Regions from separate parts of the Mus musculus genome. Here region 2 is linked to region 1. A link is a contact called in public ChIA-PET data. All regions are on one chromosome and are shown on one strand. The core of a region is the stretch at or near the end of the contact, and the rest is flanking DNA. Distances in the headings are between cores, read along the strand shown. Region 1 overlaps Trmt11 (tRNA methyltransferase 11). Region 2 holds the start of Cenpw (centromere protein W).

Region 1 (3,309 bases), core at 304-2,803:
AGACCTCCAGAAGTAAAGAGATGAGCTGTGAACCAGAAGTGAGGGGATGTGAAGCTGAAGAGGAAGTAAGAGTTTGGGGATGAGATAGACACAGTGTGATGTGATGGATGGATAACTGGGGCAAAGGTGCTGGACTCGAGGATGACTTCCGAGAACTCTAGACTGGAACAGTTGAGTAGCTGATTTTCCTGTGTATATCTACATCCCCCTAAGAACCATCCACCAGAAGGTCTCACTTTCCTCATTACTGTGAGTCTCCCAGCTGCCTTGTCTGCTTCTGCACAGTCTCCTTCCATCTCATTTCCTGGACAGCAGGCCAAAACATTTTTCGGAAAGGGAATAATGAAAATCTAGTTTTTAAATTGTTTTGGTGACTCTGTTCCTGGTATTATCATTAGGTGTAGTTGGTGCCGCTTTGTCTTCTGTTCACTGCGCCTTAACTTTCAGTCTCCTTTCAGGTTCCAAAATGGACTCGCTTTCTCCATATTCAGCTTCTTTACATAGAGTTCTGCCTTTGAATGTTTATAAAGGTTACATTATTCTGCAGCTCTTGGATAAGTGTCCTTTCCTTTATATTCCCACGGGTTGCCAATTCATCCCACCATTTAACACCAGTGTGCTTGGAAGTGTGTCATTGATGTCTCCCACCAGGATCTGTGAACTCACAGACCTCCAGGCCTTTCCTCAATATATGCAAGTGTATATGGAACGGTTTAGTATATGTGGAACTGTTAATGTGGGACTGTTTGTTTAGTATATGTGGAAGTGTCTAGTGTATATGGGACTGTCCAGTGTATATGGAACTGTTTAGTATTTATAGAACTGTTTAATGATTATTTGGGGCCCCTCATTTGCAATAAAAATCATAATGAACAATATTTAAACATGTTAAGGAGGAGAAGGAAAAGGTAATTGGGGACAGCTAGAAATTTCCTGTTGGAAATAAACCAAATTTTACCATTAGTTTCCTCTTGAAGTCCCTGGAACAGACTATTTTAGTCCTATAATATCAAGTAGGCTTTATTTCCCGTGTAAAACAAACCAGAAGCAGCTGAAGTGGAGAACGTACCACTTTTACTTTATTTAAGGAGGAGGTGAAGGACAAGAGTGGCAGACTTGCACAGGAAGACCAGAATTAGGGCAAGGTTACCTAAGTGTTTTCAGCGAAGGATCTTCGCTTCCTTTCCAGTCTAAACAGTGTACCATCTTGATTGAGATGCACTATTAAAGATGCGTTCTTTCTGTAATCCAGAGTGTCCTTAGCTCTCCTTAGAATGGCGTTTCCTGTGGTGCTGCATGATTTGTAGTTCCTTTTCTTGACAATTTATTTCCCTTTACATTCCAGTACAAAGTTATAAGTACCTGAAACACTTTCTTTTTAATGTCCTTGAAGTTCTTTTTTAATGCTGCCTTTTTAATTTAGAACTAAGTTATACAAAATTTACAGTCACCTAGGTGTGATGAAGCTGTAACCCCTGCGTGCAGTGGCAGAGGCAGGAAGGTGGAGCGTCTAAAGGCCGTCTAGGCTGTAAATCGTGACACTGCCTCAGCTGTGCAGGAAGCAGAGCAGCACACACAGCTCACGTGACTGTGGGCAACTTTGTGTGCTTTTCCTTTCTCCTTCTACAGAAGGACTTGTTTTTCACCCAGATGAGTGGCACCACTTCAGAATCTTTGAAGTATGTACGTCTTCCTAGCTCTGCATCATTCTCTGTGGATGAAACGGTGTGCATCCATGATAATACTGTCTAGTGTGATCATCCTGGCCATAGGAGGGCTGTATGATGGAAGGTGTTCTGAACAGTTAAGACTTTCAGCAAATGAAGCAGGGTGCTCCTGATAGTCGGGTGTACAGTCTTCACAGCTAGAAACAGTTTTCATCTACATCAGGAAATCCCATGAAGAAGAACTATCTGCATTAGCCAGCAGAGGGTAGTGTGTGCATGAAAGTGAACCACTGGCTTGTGAGGCTCCTTTGGCAAGTGTGTTAGAGTTCCTAGATGGCGTATGTGTACAATTAGCAATACTGATAGGACAGTGGTTACGAGGCTCTGTCTAAAAGCTGAGATCTAAAGTGTGTGCTACCATAACATTGCTGTTCCACGAAGAATGTCCTTTAAATGTCAGGCTCCATTTTGAAGGACCCACTAATCTACCATGTGGGAAATTGACTGAGTCATCTATATGTGTTCACATAACGTCTCGTTTTTTAAAAGGACAGAAGAATAATGAGAAAAGCATTGAGCCTTTGATGTGTGACTTGGGCAGCAACCCCACAGTGCTGCTTCCCAGCTGTATGCCTTATGGCAGATCGTTCAAGCTCTTTCAATCTCTGTTTCCCTATCTCCAAAACACAGATGAAAAGAATGCAGAAAAATTAAATAATTACCATAGACAAGACCCAGTTGGTAACAAATATAGTAGTGCTTTTATAAATGAACCCGTCTCTTTCCTGTAACATTTACAATTGCTGATTGTCTTTGAAAGGAGAGAGGTGTGAGAGCTATTGGTTTCTGATGGTTTCTGTGTTTTCCTCCCGAGCTTAGTTACTGGCTGAGAAATGACAGGAAGCAATAGTGTTGTCAGATGCAAGGTTTACTTAAGGAGGAGTTGATACGAAAGAGAGCTGCAAACTTCCAAGGGAAGGCAGTTGTTCATTTCTCTTTGACACCCGCTTTTACCAACAGCGCTACTACTCCTAAAGTGGGCATTGTGGCCTTACTCTTCATCTCCACAGCTTTCACTTCTGTGGTTTCCCAGCTGTGACTTTCTACTTCATATGCATGCAGTATTTCTGTTCATTAGAAATGTACAGAATTGTGGTTCTGCAATACATAAATGATAGATACCATGATTGATCTCCGTGGGTGGGTGTGGGACGGTTATAAAAACCAAATAAAGACCTTGAGTGAATGAAGAAGGTCAAAGACGGTTGCTTGAGAGCACCCTTTCCCTTTCAGAGAAGCTTGATGGCCTTCAGGATACTGAGTGAAGCCTAGCCTCCAGCTGTTCCTGATGGAGATGAGAGGCAGTGTGAACAGAGGAGAGTACGGTTTAAAATATGTAGAGCTGAATGTTATCACCCAAGTGTGAGCCTTAAGAGGAACTGAAAGACCTATGGGCGGGGAAAGAAAACAAATTGAATTTGCTGTTTGTTTTGAATTGTGGTGATGTCATTCTGTATGGCATCTCTATGTGATGATAGATGTTCCATGAGGAACATTTTTCTGTTAGGATATTCCCACAGAGGTGGGAATGTTAGCCATAGTCCCTGAATGTCTGGTTTATCTCGAAGCAAGACTTACTGCT
Region 2 (3,164 bases), core at 368-2,867, 340 kb after region 1:
ACAGTCATCTATAAGATGGGACACAGGACCCCCAATGGAGGAGCTAGAGAATGCACCCAAGGACCTGAAGGGGTCTGCAACGTTATAGGTGGAACAACAATATGAACGAATAAGTATCCCCAGAGCTCGTGTCTCTAGCTGCATATGTAGCAGAAGATGGCCTAGTTGGCCATCACTGGAAAGAGAGGCCCCTTGGTCTTGCAAACTTTATATGCCCCAGTACAGGGGAATGCCAGGGCCAAGAAGTGGAAATGGGTGAGTAGGGAAGCAGGGCAGAGGGAAGGTATAGGGAACTTTAGGGATAGCATTTGAAATGTAAATAAAGAAAATATCTAATAAAAAAAGGCAAAAAAAAAAAAAAAGAGAACATTTTTGATAGAATGAATGTCCTAGGAATCTGACAGAAGAAGTCAAGAAAGACCTAAAATGATGTGTTCATGGGGAAAATGACTGTGGTTTTGACCTGGAGATTTAAATGCAAGCGCCAGCAACATTTATGTCTTTCCTGTCTGATGAGCCTCTGAAACTTTGAAGAATTATAAACTTCTTGATAAAATCTTTTAATAGGATCAATTTCTTCCATATCTCTTAATACCATTTAATTGGCACACAGGTATTTAGCTGGGGATGCAGTGTACACACAAGAACAGACATTGCATTTTGTAGGCTTATTTTTTTTGACACCACAGTATTTTAAAGACAATATCTGAATTGGCTTGCAGTAGCCTCATTACTATATGAATGAAAATAAATATAAGATTATATGGCAAAAAAGAATATATAATATTGCTTCTGCTTTTGTGATTTTTATTGAATGCTTAGGTGCTCAAATGTGTGCTTCTGCCTCTAAATGCTTTCTTGTGGTTTTTCCTTGGCTCTTTTTCTTCTGTTTTTTTTCCCTCTTGTGATTGTTTTTGCTTTGTTATTTTATTTTATTACTATTTGTTAGATCCCGTTTTGTTTTCTGAGGAGAGACTGAAAGGGTATTGATGTGAATAGGAACAGAAATTCGGAGCATTTTGGAGCTGGTAGGAGAGGGGAAATTGCAATCAGAATACAGCTTATGAAAAAGAAATCTATTTTCAATAAAAGAAAAAGAAAGTATATTTGAAAGCTATAGGGAAATTAAGGGAGGGAACAATGAAGGGAGAGCATTTGTGAGGAAAATCTGGTGTAAGAAAAAAAGAATCTCATGCAAAGCCAAATGCAATAATATAAAAATATACATTGCTTATTGGTAATATCAAAAAATCGGGCCTAAGTTCCTAATAAAACACAAACTTCTTTCATTTACTTTCTTATTCATTAGAATCCAGTTGCTATATGGATAGCTTGGTGAGCACAGAAGGGTTTTACTGGGCTTATTGACTATTTTCACAATTTCTCATCCTTTGTATGGAACCAAGAGTCGAACTACAGCACCATAGAAAACTACAGACAAAAACAGCAAAGCAAGCCTTAGAGACCTTGAAGCAGTGGGTTCGCAGGACACACCCTTTTCCTGAGGAGTCCATCCTCCAGCCTGCGCTTCCGGTGCTGCGGTGGGTGTGGTTTTCAGTGACGTCACAGCCGTGCGCCGTCCGGCGGCCAATTCAAATCGACCACTCGGCGGTGTGGGGAGGCAAGTGGCGTGTCAGTCTGTGGTGAGCGGCCCTGACGTGCGACGGGCCGCGAGGATGGCGCCCTCCACCACAGTCACTAGGCGGGTAAAGCGCAAGGCGCCCCGCGCCTTCCTCAAGCGCACCTTAAAGCAGAAGAAGCCTCACCTAGGTCTGGGGAGGTGCTGCGACCTCCTGGTAAGTCCTGCTCTCTCCGCCTTCAGGCCCGCCGGCCACGACCGGCCGCGGAGCGCCCTGCCCCGGGGGACCGCGGAAGGAGGACGCGGAGCCCGTTCAAAACTCCCGCGGGAAGGCCCCGCACCCCCCCTTATTGCTTCCAGGGCCAGCCGTTAAGGAGACTGCCTGGCTCTGGGATTAGTTTAATTGATCCGGGTATGGAAGGTAAACCGGCTAGAAACAGATTTGGGCCCCTGCCTGCCTCCCCAGCTCCTGTATGTTCTTACCGAACCCATTTCTCTATGGCCGCTGCACTAGGTCCCCTACTAAAGTGATCGTGTAGATGTGGCGTCAAGTCTTTAAAACTTTCAAGACTCGTTTTTCAGACTCGTGTTTACCTGAAATATAGTGCTTTCCACTAATTAATTGGCCCAAAAATAAATAACAATGTTACAGCCTGAAAGTAAAATCAGTTTGTTTTCTGCCCTTTTTTTTGGGGGGGGGGGTGTTGTTTTGTTTTACTTTGGTTTCGTTTTGTTTTTTTTTCAAGACAGGGTTTGTCTGTGTAGCCCTGGTTACCCTGGAACTTGATGTGTAGACAAGGCTGGCTTCGAACTCAAAGATCGGCCTACCTCTGCCACCACCACTAACACTCTCAGTATGTTGATTTTCAAGGCAGAGTTTCTCTGTACCTGCCCGGGGAAGTCCTGGAATTCAGTTTGTAGACTAGGCTGGAACTCACAGAGACACCCCGGCCCCCAACCTTCATCCCTGCCTTTGCCTCCCAAGTGCCTGACAAGGGATGCAGAGCTCTTAACCACTGAGCCATCTCCAGATACTGGTTTTCTTGACTACTACAAAATTATCTACATTCTCTCTCTCTCTCTCTCTCTCTCTCTCTCTCTCTCTCTCTCTCTCTCTCTCTCTCTCTCTCTCCATTGCTGTTTTTTTCCACATCCCTGACTCCTTAGTGGTTGAGATAGCGTAAGTGAGCTGGGATTTCCGTGGAATACACTTTTGATAGTTTCTTCTGTTTTCCCTGGAGTCTAACAGAGAACAAAACCCACCTGATGAGGAATATCCAGGAGCTCACTAGCTGATTCAAGGGATTGTCAGGCCTTTCTCAAGTAGCTTAGTTTCCATTTTCTGTCCTGAAGTGACCCGTGGCTGTATGGACTCCGGTGGAGTGCTCTAGGTGTCAAGCAGAGTTGAAGCCCAACACTTTGTAGTGGTAGCATAGGGAAGGTCCAGTTGTTCGGCCAGTTGTTGTTCCCAGGTGCTGGTTTCCTGTTCTGTCACTCTTGTTAAACAGCTCCTGTTTAGGCTGTTGCTCATTGACATTTCTTTGCTTACAGTGTTCTGCTCTCCATTAACTTCATAATTATACCT

The links. ChIA-PET counts read pairs in DNA pulled down with a chosen protein or histone mark.
Region 2: a contact with region 1 is called in an RNA polymerase II ChIA-PET map of memory CD8 T cells, with 14 read pairs. The contact joins the promoter of Cenpw here to the enhancer-like site in region 1. A contact is called at or near these places in 7 of 39 promoter capture datasets (the 3T3-L1 cell line, 3T3-L1-derived adipocytes, the C10 cell line and 2 more), 2 of 15 datasets of contacts at CTCF or cohesin (CD8 T cells and the NIH/3T3 cell line), 1 of 484 Hi-C or Micro-C datasets (Th1 cells) and 1 of 115 datasets of contacts at active chromatin or transcription factors (memory CD8 T cells).

Annotation. Positions count from the first base shown.
Region 1 is chr10:30,536,870-30,540,178 of GRCm38.p6, reverse strand. The region is part of intron 12 of Trmt11 (tRNA methyltransferase 11); the gene reads left to right. Among named protein-coding and RNA genes, the nearest start is that of Gm22623, 45 kb to the right of the region's middle. Within about 2 kb of position 1,553, at least 31 of the 459 cell types and tissues checked have an H3K27ac peak or open chromatin away from gene starts, as enhancers often do. A contact at or near this core is called in CD8 T cells, Th1 cells and memory CD8 T cells, where this site is marked.
Region 2 is chr10:30,198,993-30,202,156 of GRCm38.p6, reverse strand. Cenpw (centromere protein W) reads left to right here and starts at 1,617. Exons shown (of 3, transcript NM_001109747.1): 1 at 1,617-1,796. The coding sequence starts at 1,677.